Regions from separate parts of the Anas platyrhynchos genome. Here region 1 is linked to region 2. Evidence: chromatin contacts called from public Hi-C data. All regions are on one chromosome and are shown on one strand. The core of a region is the stretch at or near the end of the contact, and the rest is flanking DNA. Distances in the headings are between cores, read along the strand shown.

Region 1 (6,429 bases), core at 3,176-5,675, 76 kb before region 2:
GTAGGGTTTCATAGAAACATAGAATCACAGAATATCCCGAGTTGGAAGGGACCCACAAGGACCACTGAGTCCTATTCCTGGGTCCGCAAAGGACCACCCAAACATCAGGCCATATGCAGTGTCCAAATGCTCCTTGATCTCTGTCAGGCTCAGTGCCATGACTACATCTCTGGGGAGCCTGTTCCAGTGCCCAACCACCCTCTTGGTGAAGAACCTTTTCCTGATAATGAGCCTGAACCTGAACTCCTGCAGGTTCAAGCCATTTCCTTGGGTTTGATTCTTACTATTTCTTTGGACAAGCCAAAAATATGTGAGTTGTGCTGCCTTTTTTCTTTTTATTATTTATTAAAAAAGTTTTTATTAATCTGCTAGGAAGAATGGTATGGATGTCTGTATTCTGTGAGCAACCAACTGAAAGTTGTATCCTTGCTCTTTCTCACTGCCACTGAACAGGGCAGGACATCTGTAAGCTGAAAGATCCAAAACTATACTGTTATGACAAAAGATAGGACTACTTGCAGACAAAGCTGATTTCAATGTAGGGATGTGAAGAAGGCGATAGAAGCCTTAATTTAGCACTCAGATATGATGCTGAAGAGTCTTACTTTCCATAAGGCTTTTCAGACATAATGTATCATTAGTGAAATAAATGGGACTAGACGATAAAATCTCTCAGCTTTTCCCTTGTAAAGAAATACAAATGTTATTTTGCTTTTAAAAAATAGCTTGGCTTTCTCATCAATTTATGGAAAAGTTTCTTAAAAATTTAAGGACAGTGGGAAGGGAATACATTTTTCATGGTGTGTATTGACAGCATTATGTATAATTTTCTTTTTCACACATTATTTGTTTTTGCTGTGTTTACACCTACGGAAGTATAGAAAAATCCAAGTTGGAATAGACCTCAGAAGATCACCTGTTCCAAACTTGTATTGAAAACAGGGCCTTAGATCAGGTTATCTAAGAGGCTGTCTGAGTAAGTCTTGAATATTACTGGTACGGTAGATTCAGCACTTCTTTAGACAAACTCACAATGAAGATTTTTTTCTTATATCCAGACAATTTTCTGTGGAGCATCTTGTATCCATTGCTTCTTGTCCTGCCACTGTGTGTCCTTGTGAAGGGAGTACCTCCACCTACTCTGTAACTATCTTTCAGGTATTGGAATACCATGAGGCCACCCCTGAGGCTTTTCTTTCCTAGGCTAAACAAACCCAATTCTTTGAGGATTTCTTTATATGTCTAGTTCTTCAGCTCTCTGATCATCTTAATGTCCCTCTTCTTGGCCCTCTATAATTTTTCAATGTTTCACTTGAACTGGGAAGACCAAAACTGGACCCAGTATTCCCTGTGTGGGCTAAAAAGTGGAATCCAGTGGAATCCAGTGGAATAACTACATTCTTTAATCTTCTGAGAGCTCTTGATAACATGACCCAGCAGGTGACAAACCTTTGTAGCAAGGACATGCTGCTGTCTCATGTGTAGCTTGCCCATCACAGTCCCCAGGGCCTTTTCTGCAAAGCTGCTCCCTGGGCAGCTGGAACCCAGCCTAAATTGTTTCTTGTCATCGCTCAGTCCACATTGCAGGACTTTGCACTTGTTGAGCTTTGTTGAATTTTATGTAGTTCCTGTCTGTTCCTTTTTGTCAAGGTTCTTCTGATTTGCAGCCCTGCCACCTTGCTTATCAACTGCATCTCTCAAGTCGGTATAGTCTGTGAACTTGCTGAGTGAGCATGCCCTCAGTGCTACCATCCAGGTCACTAATAAAGACATTAAACAGTAGTTAGTGGTCTTGGTATTGTCACCCGAAGGATTCTGCGGGTCACCAGCTGGACATTGCAGCACTGGTCACAAATCTTTGAGCCAGCCAATTTTCCAACCATTCATTGTCTAGTTCTCCAGTCTGCATGTCACCAAAATGATGATAATATTAACCATTTCGCCACGGCATTAGAGGGCTTTGATGACGAAGGGGTCTTTCTCTTCCTGTAGTTGTTTCCATCTGTTCTGGTTAGTTTTGCTCTACCTCCCACTTACTGCATCTCTTGTGTTTGAATATAGGATGGCTACCGTTCTAGACTTGGTGGCTCATGTATACCCATAAACAGTAGCACATGAGTTGGTATAAGGGGTTTATATAAAAAGCTTGTGTAAGATGACCCAAAAATTTATTCTCTTTTCAGGTTGAGTTGAAATTACAAACTTTTTAGTACAACACTTCTACTTTAGCATCTGAATTAGAAGAAAGAAAGTCTGAATATAATGGCCTTCTTTAGCAAGTTTAGACCTGTTTTTTAAGCACCAGCAGATGTTTCATATATTCCTCAAGGTATTAGTTGAATTGAAGTCCAATAAGATCTCTCATCTATTCTTCTGTAATGTCAAAAATTAGATCTGATTGAAATATCGGATCTCTACCTTTGCATTTCTTTTCTGGTGATTAATGTGTATAAATGAGTGAGAAAATGACCTTTCCATAGCAAGTTTTTTTTTTTTTTTTTTTTTTTTTTTGACAGTTATCTTCTAAAATGTAGGCTGTAGGTTGCAAGTTTCCTCTTAGTTTCTGTCTCCCAGCAGGGTGGATGCTGAATTAACCCAGTCATTGATTCCTATGGCTGGGAAAAAAATAAATAAATAAAAAGAAAAAAAAAAAAAACAAGGAGAGAGAATGACTGTATTCCTGTTTGAGCTGTGTTTTTTCTTTATTAGTTTTTCATGTGAAGAGGCAGTAATTGCCAAATGCTTAGGAAGGTGTAGAATGAACTTCAAAGCATTCTTAAAAGAATGCCCTTTATTCTGCTGTCACCTGCTGAACCAAATGGTGTGTGAGTCCCTCCCTCCCCAAAAATACATCTGAAAATGAAAGCCTTTAGGTAGCTGCAGTAAGGCTTTGCTGAAACAAGTGAAAGACTTAGGCGTAAATAGCACAGAATATCAGGGAGGTCTGTTCCATGATTTATGCAGTAGACATATAGGATATATTATTTCCAATTTTCCTTTTCTTTCCCATGTTGATCTGCAGGACCTGTGGAGATTGTTTAATTGAAAAGGAAGAGCTCGCCCTTCCTTTTCTGCCCCACTCTTGCATGTTCTCTTGAAAAATGCTCTTTTTGTATTAAAGTTGTAGGAAACCAGTAAGAATTCTTTAAGGAAACCAATAAAAATTCTGACAAAACTAGCCAAAGCAAACTGTGTTGCTGCCCCTGGAAAAGTTATTACTGGATCTGACAAAGCTATTTGCCAGTGCAGTGATTTCATTATGAGAACTTTTTAAAAGCAGTATTTCAGAAAATGGTTATGGATGATGATGGCAAAAGCATTCAGTCCAGCAGTGGTGAAATCAGAAGGATATTTTGTTTCTGCTGGCTAGTGTCTCTCTTTAGCCCATATGCAGAGATCTTCTACTTAGTCATGAGTTGTGCAGACTCATGATAATAGTAAATAAAAAAATAAGCTCAGTAATCGGATCTAGCTGTTAAAATCTGTAAACTTAGGTTTTGACAGCCTAGCTTTGTTTGGAAAACGAAAGGAAAGAAATTGGAAAGGACTAAAGGCAAGCCACAATTAAAAAATAAATTGTGGAGCCTCTGAAGTACAGTACAGTATGTCAAGGACTTCATACATTACAAATAAACTTGTATGTTTCTTTCCATCCTGCCAAAACAATTGCAATAGCAACCCAACCCTCTAAATCTATCAGCTTTACTAATCAAACACAGAAAAAAAAGACTTCTAACCAGTTACTGTGCTAGAGATATGAAAACAGTAGTCTAGATCTTGATATTAAAAAAGAGGACATGTTATTAAAAATAAGGACTTGGTCACAGAAAACTTACAATTGTTTGAAATCTGCTGACATGTGTGGTTAAAATGGCAAGACTAAGATATGACTGGGCAAACAAAATCCAAAACAAGGTCAAAGTGCCCTCCAATAAAGAAACAATTTTGAAAAGTAGCCACTTGTACTGCTTAGATAAATATTATATTTTGTCAGTTTGGTTACTGACCTTGTCACCCAGAAAGCAGAAATCTTGAACTGCTCACAAGTTATTAAGAACAAATTAAAAAACTTGCTTGCCTGTGCCTCAAGATAATTGCTCATTTTCAGCATATTTCAAATAACATCAGATGTTTAGAATGTAGGAAATGAATAAATGTCATTTTTCATCTCATCTGTAAAGTGAAAGAAGCTATTTAGAATTCCTATTTTCTACTAATATCCAAGCACACAAAGAGACTTACCATTCGCAGCAAAAGATGAATGACAAGCAGCTCTACCAGTGAGGACCCTGTCCTGATGTGTGACTCTGTTCTGTACAATACACTTGTAAATACCCAGAACTAGACTCTCATCCATCTATAAGGTGCTTTACTGTGGGGCCCATGCAGGAACTGACAGCATTCCTTCAGCTTTCCCACTTAAACGGCAAGCCTCTGTGCAGACACACTTCTCTGCATATAAATTTGTGCACACATACACACGTACACTTCCAAATATGTACGCATAAAAATTCCAGTCCATGAACTGGGTCATCTGAAAAGAATTTTTGGATTAACATATTATCTGAGGGCTAGCACACGCTACAAAAGCTCTTACTGTATGCCATTTGGAAATACATTATCTTTGTTTACGATTATAGTATGTCTCCATGCATGCAAAGTGTTAGCTCCTTCTAAGGCTGTCTGTTAGAAGATCAGAACATTGCTCCTACTGAGCCTTACGTAAGTTTAAGTATTTAATGATCACTTTGCTAAATCTCACAAGAAAAGCATTACAGGAAAGGGAGAAAACTCAGCCTCTACAGATTTTAGCACACACCAAAGTCAGTGTGATATGCATTTGGATTTGGATGTGCTCCATGTGAGCATTTTGGTGCTGTGTGAAACGACAATGAACTAGATTCTGACCTCAGATACGCATTTCTAAATCTCATTGACTTAACTGGCTATTGCCACAGACAGGATTTGGACCTGTGTACTTTTAAAAACTTCTTACAGAGTGGAATTTGTTTCATAGTGATTACAAGAATTAACACTAAATGGGCATAACATGAGCCCAACCATTACTAAGAACTAAAGTTTTTATTGAGTTACAGACTATTCTAATGACAAACATAAATTAAAGGTATTAACAAGTCTTGCAAATTTTACATTTTAACTTCTATTATGTAAACAGTGCAAAAGGGTATTGAGAGACAGCCATGTGTTGTAATTCTTGCATCATCATTAGGAATCTCAAAGCACTTAGCATTTTCTCAAAGACAATCACAGGAATATTGGGTATGAGGGTAAAAGGCTTTATTCATATTCAAAAAAAGAAGAAAATATCATCTAAAAGAAGCCCAAAATTATTTTGTGAAACCTATCATTTTTTAAGCCAATCACAAAATGTACTTATGTTTGAATGTAGGTACTTGGCAATACTAAAATGCAGGTCTTCGTACAAAAATAAATAAATAAATAATAAATAAATAATCCCCAAAGCAAGTGAAGCTGTATTGTAATAGCTGGAACCTATATATACACTAATTTTAAGTAAACTTTGGGAAGTAAGTAAATGCCATAGTGTTGCAGCAAGCTGTGAAGATCACTTTGTCAGAAAGGGTATGGACGAGAGCTACTGGTTAGTTTAAACAAAGACTATTAATGAGTGGAAAAACTTTGAAGCTGAGAAGGAAAATACTAACAAGAGAGGTCTGTCGGCACCGTGCTTGCAGCCCTGGGTGTGTGTGGCCCTCCTCCCTTTTCCCTCTGACCTGCTGCCTGTTTCCACAGGAAACAAACACATGTAAGTCAGAGGAAATCGAAGTGTACTCCGCCAGGCAGGCCGTTTGTCCAGGACTGACGTCTGCCCGTCAGAATAGGTACTGAATAAGTTGGGCAATTTGAACAGCATCCCTGGGAGCAAACTGTGCAGTGTTGGGGTTTAGATCAAGGACAGGACTTTGTGGAAGGTAGGAGCAGCACTGTAAGTTTTAAGTGAAAGCCATTAAAAAATGTATTTTTATTTTTTAAGAGGTAGTGTGATTAGGATGATCAAGAAGTGACATAAGGCAAAGTACAGGATTTTTGCAAATAAGTTTTCAGTAGGTGGAGGGGCATCAGGGAGGTACCTGCAAAAGAAGGGGAGAGCAACAGCTCAGGGCATAATCTGGTGGGTTTAGCAGAAACAGCAATTTTTGAGTGAGATCAAACTGCATGGCTTGTACAGTACCTACGCTCAGGACCTGGCTCTTCAACCTGATCTGCAAATACTTGTGTTGAGAAAGAGGGAGATGTATTTGCCTAACAAAGAGGAGAGCAAATTTAGCTAAGCTGAATTTCCCCACTGATTGGAGGTGAAGTCTTCTGTGGAAACAAGTGCTGTTCTGGGAAAGGGTTTCTTTCTCCCTCTCTTCTTTCCCCCACCTCATTCCAGGACTTGAACAC
Region 2 (5,847 bases), core at 809-3,308:
ATGTAATCAGGATAGTCATATGGACAAGCATCTTTAAAATGCTATGGCCTGACAGTTATCATTACTCCTTTTTGCTTCTGAAGTTTACTCAGTGTTTGGTAGCTGAATGCAAAAAGCAGCAGCTACATAATATGGTGGGAGGCAGCTGCCTCCTGCTTTTGTAAATTCCTTTATATTTAATATTGTGTATCTCACTTTTTAAAACTTTTTTCATCCACATTTCCATATTTCAATCAATTAATTCTGTAAAATTTTTAAGTTTATTGTAAGTTACCATATTTAAATAGTGTAAATGTGGCTGATTCATTTTAGAGCACATGAGCACATTATTTCATATTAAAACTATGTTATCTTTCAATCTTTGGATTACAAGTGTAACCCAGATCTTAAATGTGAAATACATTAGAATAATTTTTACTGTCATATGATAGCCAAATTCTTAATAGACATTACCATGTTCTTTGCTCTGGTGTTTAGGGTTTATTTCTTTTGAAGCTTAATTGCAGGTCATCATTTTATGATTTATAAAGTTTTGTTTGTTTGTTTGTTTGTTTAATTCAGATGATGGTAAGAAATAGTCCGGGAATCATTTAACAAAAGAAAACAAACATTTAATAGTCACACTTCTCAACAGAATGTAACATCAGAAGGTAATGACTCAACTAGTTTAACTGTATTTTAGAAGAGTTAGAAACATTTTGAGCAGTGGTTTTGTGCATTTTTTGTGTATATTTGTATGGGATGTCTAAATGCCACAGTTAAGAGAAGCATCTGATTAGTTTGGGCCCTAGGAAAAGATCTTAAAATCAATGCATTGCACAATTCACCAGGGACATCAAGAGTCTCTACTGGATTGGTCTGTGCTTGGGAATACTGCAAGTTTTTATTTATAAAGCTTCATAACAATGGGAATAGGGATGGCATAAGTACAGTCAACAAATCTGAAAGCTAAGGCATACTTTGAACGTCATGTGTGCCAAAGGAAACATACAAAATTCCCAACATTTTCTTTACCTTGTCTTAAACATAACATTTTCACAGAAGAGATATAGAAAGGAAAAAAAAAAAAAAAAAGAAACTATTAGAATGTAAATACTACTTACAGAACAAAGAAGTCATTAAATACATATCTGGATATTTAATCAGTGTCCTTACAATCAATTTCTGCATGGTTTACCTGTCTACCCCGTACAGATTGAAAGAGGACCAGGAAATCTGAGCCTTTCATATATTTATTGCAACAATTTCCAACCCTCTAAAAAGCCTCCTTCCACTGAATTCATATATGCATTTTTTAATTTTTATCCTTGAGAATAATCCAATCAATTTCACACTTATATGCAGTTTCTATTTAACTTTTCCACTGTCCCTAAAATGTACAAGATGTTTATTTTAAAACAGCTTTATTTAAATTAAAGGGGGAGAAAAGTATGGGATCATTTAACTTGGCCTGGATTTGCAAAAATATTTTCAAAATAACAGAGGAAGACATAACTATACACAAGAAAATGCTTAACTGTTTGTATACATCATTGCTATATGCTTAACTATTGAAGGACAACAATAAGGCTCAGAAGTTCTGTCATATTTTTCTACAATTTTACACTGTTTCATACCTTCGGATGCTGCGGGACCAGCATTTTAGGTGTATCATAAAATACTCTATTATTAATGTGGTTTTGCTAAACCTGGTCAAAATAACAATTAAATATGCAGTTTGAGTCTTGTGCACACCATTCTCTCTCAAGTTACTTCATCTGAGAGAAGGGTACACATCCCTTTAATAGAGAAAAGATGCCTCTAGACAGAGATGATGCCAGAGAGAGAAACCGCTATGGCTTGTGCAGCTGCTGATTCTTGTTAGAAATTAGATTCTTTGTAGTCATTAAGAAATGTAAACCCCCTACACTAAGCTATGTTGTTGATGTTTGTCTCATGATCTTTAAAGCCTGAATATGCTTCTTTTCTAGACAAGCTACTGCATACACTCATCTCTTGTTTTGGTACAAGACAGCCCGTTCTGAGAATAAGGAACAGTTTTATAAACATAAATGAGCACTGCTGCCTTGAACTAAATCCTGTTTCCTCTGGAAGCCTATATGAATTGCCTGAGCGCAGATGGGCTGCAGGGGAGGGAGCAGTAGTAGTAACAACCACCTCTGTTTCTCATATTTAAATGTCACAGCAGAAAAATGTTGTCTTCTATATCAATGTCAGAAAAAGCTTGTTTTCATTCAATCCAGGCTGCCTTTACTTGGCAGCTGGAAGTGTATTCCTTGGTGTGAGATTTTGCAAATAAAGGCACATGGATTCATGATAACCTGAATGCATCCTGATGAGCAATGGCTCTCACTTGATTATGTTTATTCTAGCCTACCTCATTTCATATTCCCCTTAGGCTATTCCATGAAGTGGAGCATTGCTGCATGGCATGCTGAGAAGCCAGGATTCTCCACTTGCCCAGAGTTAGTACTCTGGTCTAGTCTATGCAAGTCTTTATGATTTTGTGAGATGAAGCAACCATTTTAGGAGACAGGAATCTACTTTTGTTTTCAAGTTAGTGCCTTAGTTTTCACCTGTAACTTCGCTTGGTTTGTAGGTAACAGTCTAATGTGTATGTAGTCCCAGCTTAAATAATTATTTCCTCCTTCAAACAGGTTTTTCCAGGCAAGTTTGAGCTGCTTACACCAACCAGCACACACCTTCTCAACCAATTCTGAGTCACTCTTCGTTAATCGTCCAACAGGTTCCACTATTAAACAATAAGCTTAAGTGTATACCCAGCCACCAGGAACAGACATGAGAAACTGTAAGTGACTCAGGTTTTAAGACATAAAATAAGGAAGAGAAGAAAGTGGCAAAAAAAAAACATGCATAAAATTTACGTGAGGATACATCAGGGTCTGAGATGAATGCCTTACGTGGGGAGAGTGCCATGGGGAAGGTGTTCCCTCTCCTATATGCATGCTCCTGCTCACAGCCCTGTCTCCCCTCTCCTTTATGCAGCTTGGGTGGGCACTGCCTGTCTGACTTCAGGAGTTCTTTATGGCCCTGTTCAGAGCAAGGCCTTTTCAACAGCCGTAGGCAGGCTCCTCTTAGAATTTCACACATGAGTAGTTTGAAAATTCTTTCGGAGGCTGGTAGGCAGTTCCTTGTTCTACTGCCACTGAGGTTTTCCTGGTTTTCATCCTGTGTTTTATGCTAGTTATATATGTAAGTAGGTTTATTCTTTGAATTAGAAGTAAATGGTTTGGGTATAAAATGTATTCCATATTTTTGTCTAGCCACCATATAAACATATTCAGTAGTTGCTAAGACAGGAAAGGTTGGTTGATTCAATTTATAAATAAATTTAAATGTAATAAAAAATACTGTGTGAGGGATGGAATGTCTGAGAGGGTGACCTGCTTAAGAGATGGAGTAACTTACTAAAAAAGAATCCTGTAGGTTCTTCAGGTATAGAGTAAAATATATCAAGCAAAAAGGCAAGAGTTAATTTCCATCATATGTTGATGTAGTATACTGACTTTTCAAAAAAAAAGAAAAAAAGAAAAAAGAGCAGGGGAAACTGTTTTTAAGAGCATACATTCTCAGTGAACTGAATGGAAATACTCAGAATCATGGTTTCTTGTTTTTTGGAGTAGGTGGTTATTTTTTCATGGTTTTCTAAACATGTATCTGTTTTTCCAGAATGTTTCTGATCCCTGTGCTCCCAGGTAGAGGAATAGCAAACCTTGCAGGAAGGGTGGTGCTGGGCAGCTCTGCCTCTGAGCATACAAATGCCTCTGAGCAGAGTGCAGGTGTTCTGTCTTGCATGGTGCTCACTGAGATAATCAGGTGTTTAGGCATGGTATAAATAGTGGGCTACATAGACAGGTCACTTGCTGTCTGGTCTGACTGATTCTCAGAGCTATTGCATGTAAACATCCTGTCCTATTGGGTATTTCCAGGAGAGTGAGGCCAAGGTAAACACTTATGTTAATATTATCTTTATGGAAAAGAGATGCAAACATACTAATGAGGGGTTGGCACCATGATTAAAGGTTTTTATTTCTTTTCCTAAAGATTGTGTACATTTTACATCAGATGTAAAATATATTTACCATAATTTTTCTTGTCATAAATTGAATGTTTCTTGCAGTGAGGCATGAAGGTGCCATATTACTATCTCCTACATTGTATTCCATAGGCTATATTTTCTATTCACCTAAAAATCAGGTTCTAGAAAAGCTCTGAGTCTGACCAGAGTTATACATTGTGATTAGACTCTTACAGAATATTTCCATCCCCAAACAACCACATCCACTGGGAGCCCAGTGACAATGAAACACAGCAGAGCTGTAACAACTTCCTTGGTTTGGGAGCTAACCCTGGCCAATGAGCCAGCCAGGACTCCTCGTCTTTTGCCTCCAGCACCTCATATTTCTAGGGTTCTGCCATCCAAATTCTGGACGAACTTGTTATGGGTGAACATTGTTATGACCTTGATTAATCCCAGAATCAAGTAAGAAGAATTAATGACAGACTTGTGAAGTTGGGACCAAAATGGAAATAGGAAATATTCAATCTCAGGGTGAGAAGGAAGTTTTAGTAATCTAGCTACCTGCACTGCCTGCAGGATGTTAAGCAGTCCTGCAGTAATTCCCCTTCATAAGCCTGTGCCTGTAGAAAGAGCTGAGCTTTCAGGGAGAACAGTGATCCTGATTCCTGGTGCTAATGAAGCAACCTATCTGTGGTAAGCTGTTGCAGTGATGAATTCCTTTGCTCTGAAAAATAAGGGTTTATGTTTTCCATCTGGATTTGTCTGGCCACCAATTCTTCTTTGTTTTTGTCTGCTCAAGCAAAGAGTCTTCTATTATAATTCTTTTGTCTTCTGTATACATATTTGTGGATTTAGCAAATTCTCTGCCCTACACAACAGTTACTTGGATAAGCTAAATAAAGTGGTGTCATCTAGTGCTACTAACGTCATCCGTTTCAGCCTGCTATGGAGAAAGTTGAGGAACTTATTCAAGCAAATGCCTGCTTACCAATCCTTTAAGCATTCTTGCAGTTGTGATAACTTCTAGGCTTTGGAGTTGCAGTAAGGAATGCTTTATACCACACACTTGCTTCCATGTACTTTGGTTGATTTTTTTTCTAGAGGACTGAGACAATTTGCCATCTTTACAGTGGCAATCAAACTGAGTGGGAAGGGGGTAATTCTGCATGGAAGCTGTACCGTGAACTAGATGGGGAAACATATAAAGCAAATTTTTAAGGACAGCATTTCCTTTCTGCATTCAGTAGATTAATGTTCAAAGCCGTATAAAAGCACTTTAATCCCTTTTTACTGTTCCCCTATGCAAGTCTCTTCTGATAGACTTGGAGGCTGTCAGCCTCACCAGCCAGCCTCACACAAAGAAGTGGCAGGCAGGAAAAGCCGAATAGCAGGTGATGAAAATCCAAAGTGAAGAGAACTCAGATGGTTTCCTGAATACATCAATGGAGTAACAGTGAGAGCAGACAGCAGCTGGACTGAGAATGTAAAAAGGCAAGTACGAATCACTGACAAACAATGCTCTTTGGAGACTTTCCTTATGCTGACTTGGAAACCTGATCTGAACTTGGAGTCTATTCAGTACTGACACTCAGACCAAACTCCAAGTAGAATAAAGGGTAAAAACATAGCTGCTCTAACACAAGACAAGACATTTGTAAGTCACTAAAGCATTCCTTTAGCTAAATGCAAATTAGTGTAGATTTATCGTAAAAAAATGCGGTGGAGCAGGTCATATGTACTATAAAATGATAGCGCATGTGTGTTTTCCTCCTTGTGCATGGTCTGATGATGAAAAATTGAAAGCA

Evidence for each region. Hi-C and Micro-C count contacts between places; a contact is called where the count stands out from the background.
Region 1: a contact with region 2 is called in a Hi-C map of F5 follicle, with 4 times the contacts expected there. The contact joins the promoter of EMP2 here to the enhancer-like site in region 2. A contact is called at or near these places in 2 of 8 Hi-C or Micro-C datasets (F5 follicle and small yellow follicle).

The regions. Positions count from the first base shown.
Region 1 is chr15:3,443,212-3,449,640 of IASCAAS_PekinDuck_T2T, reverse strand. EMP2 (epithelial membrane protein 2) reads right to left here and starts at 4,425. Exons shown (of 5, transcript XM_013106876.5): 1 at 4,243-4,425. All of the region lies in intron 2 of LOC113845300 (a long non-coding RNA gene), which reads left to right.
Region 2 is chr15:3,365,237-3,371,083 of IASCAAS_PekinDuck_T2T, reverse strand. All of the region lies in intron 5 of TEKT5 (tektin 5), which reads right to left. It overlaps LOC113845300 (a long non-coding RNA gene), which reads left to right. Exons shown (of 7, transcript XR_011803671.1): 6 at 5,350-5,533. Among named protein-coding and RNA genes, the nearest start is that of TEKT5, 17 kb to the right of the region's middle. Within about 2 kb of position 2,058, at least 4 of the 8 cell types and tissues checked have an H3K27ac peak or open chromatin away from gene starts, as enhancers often do. A contact at or near this core is called in F5 follicle, where this site is marked.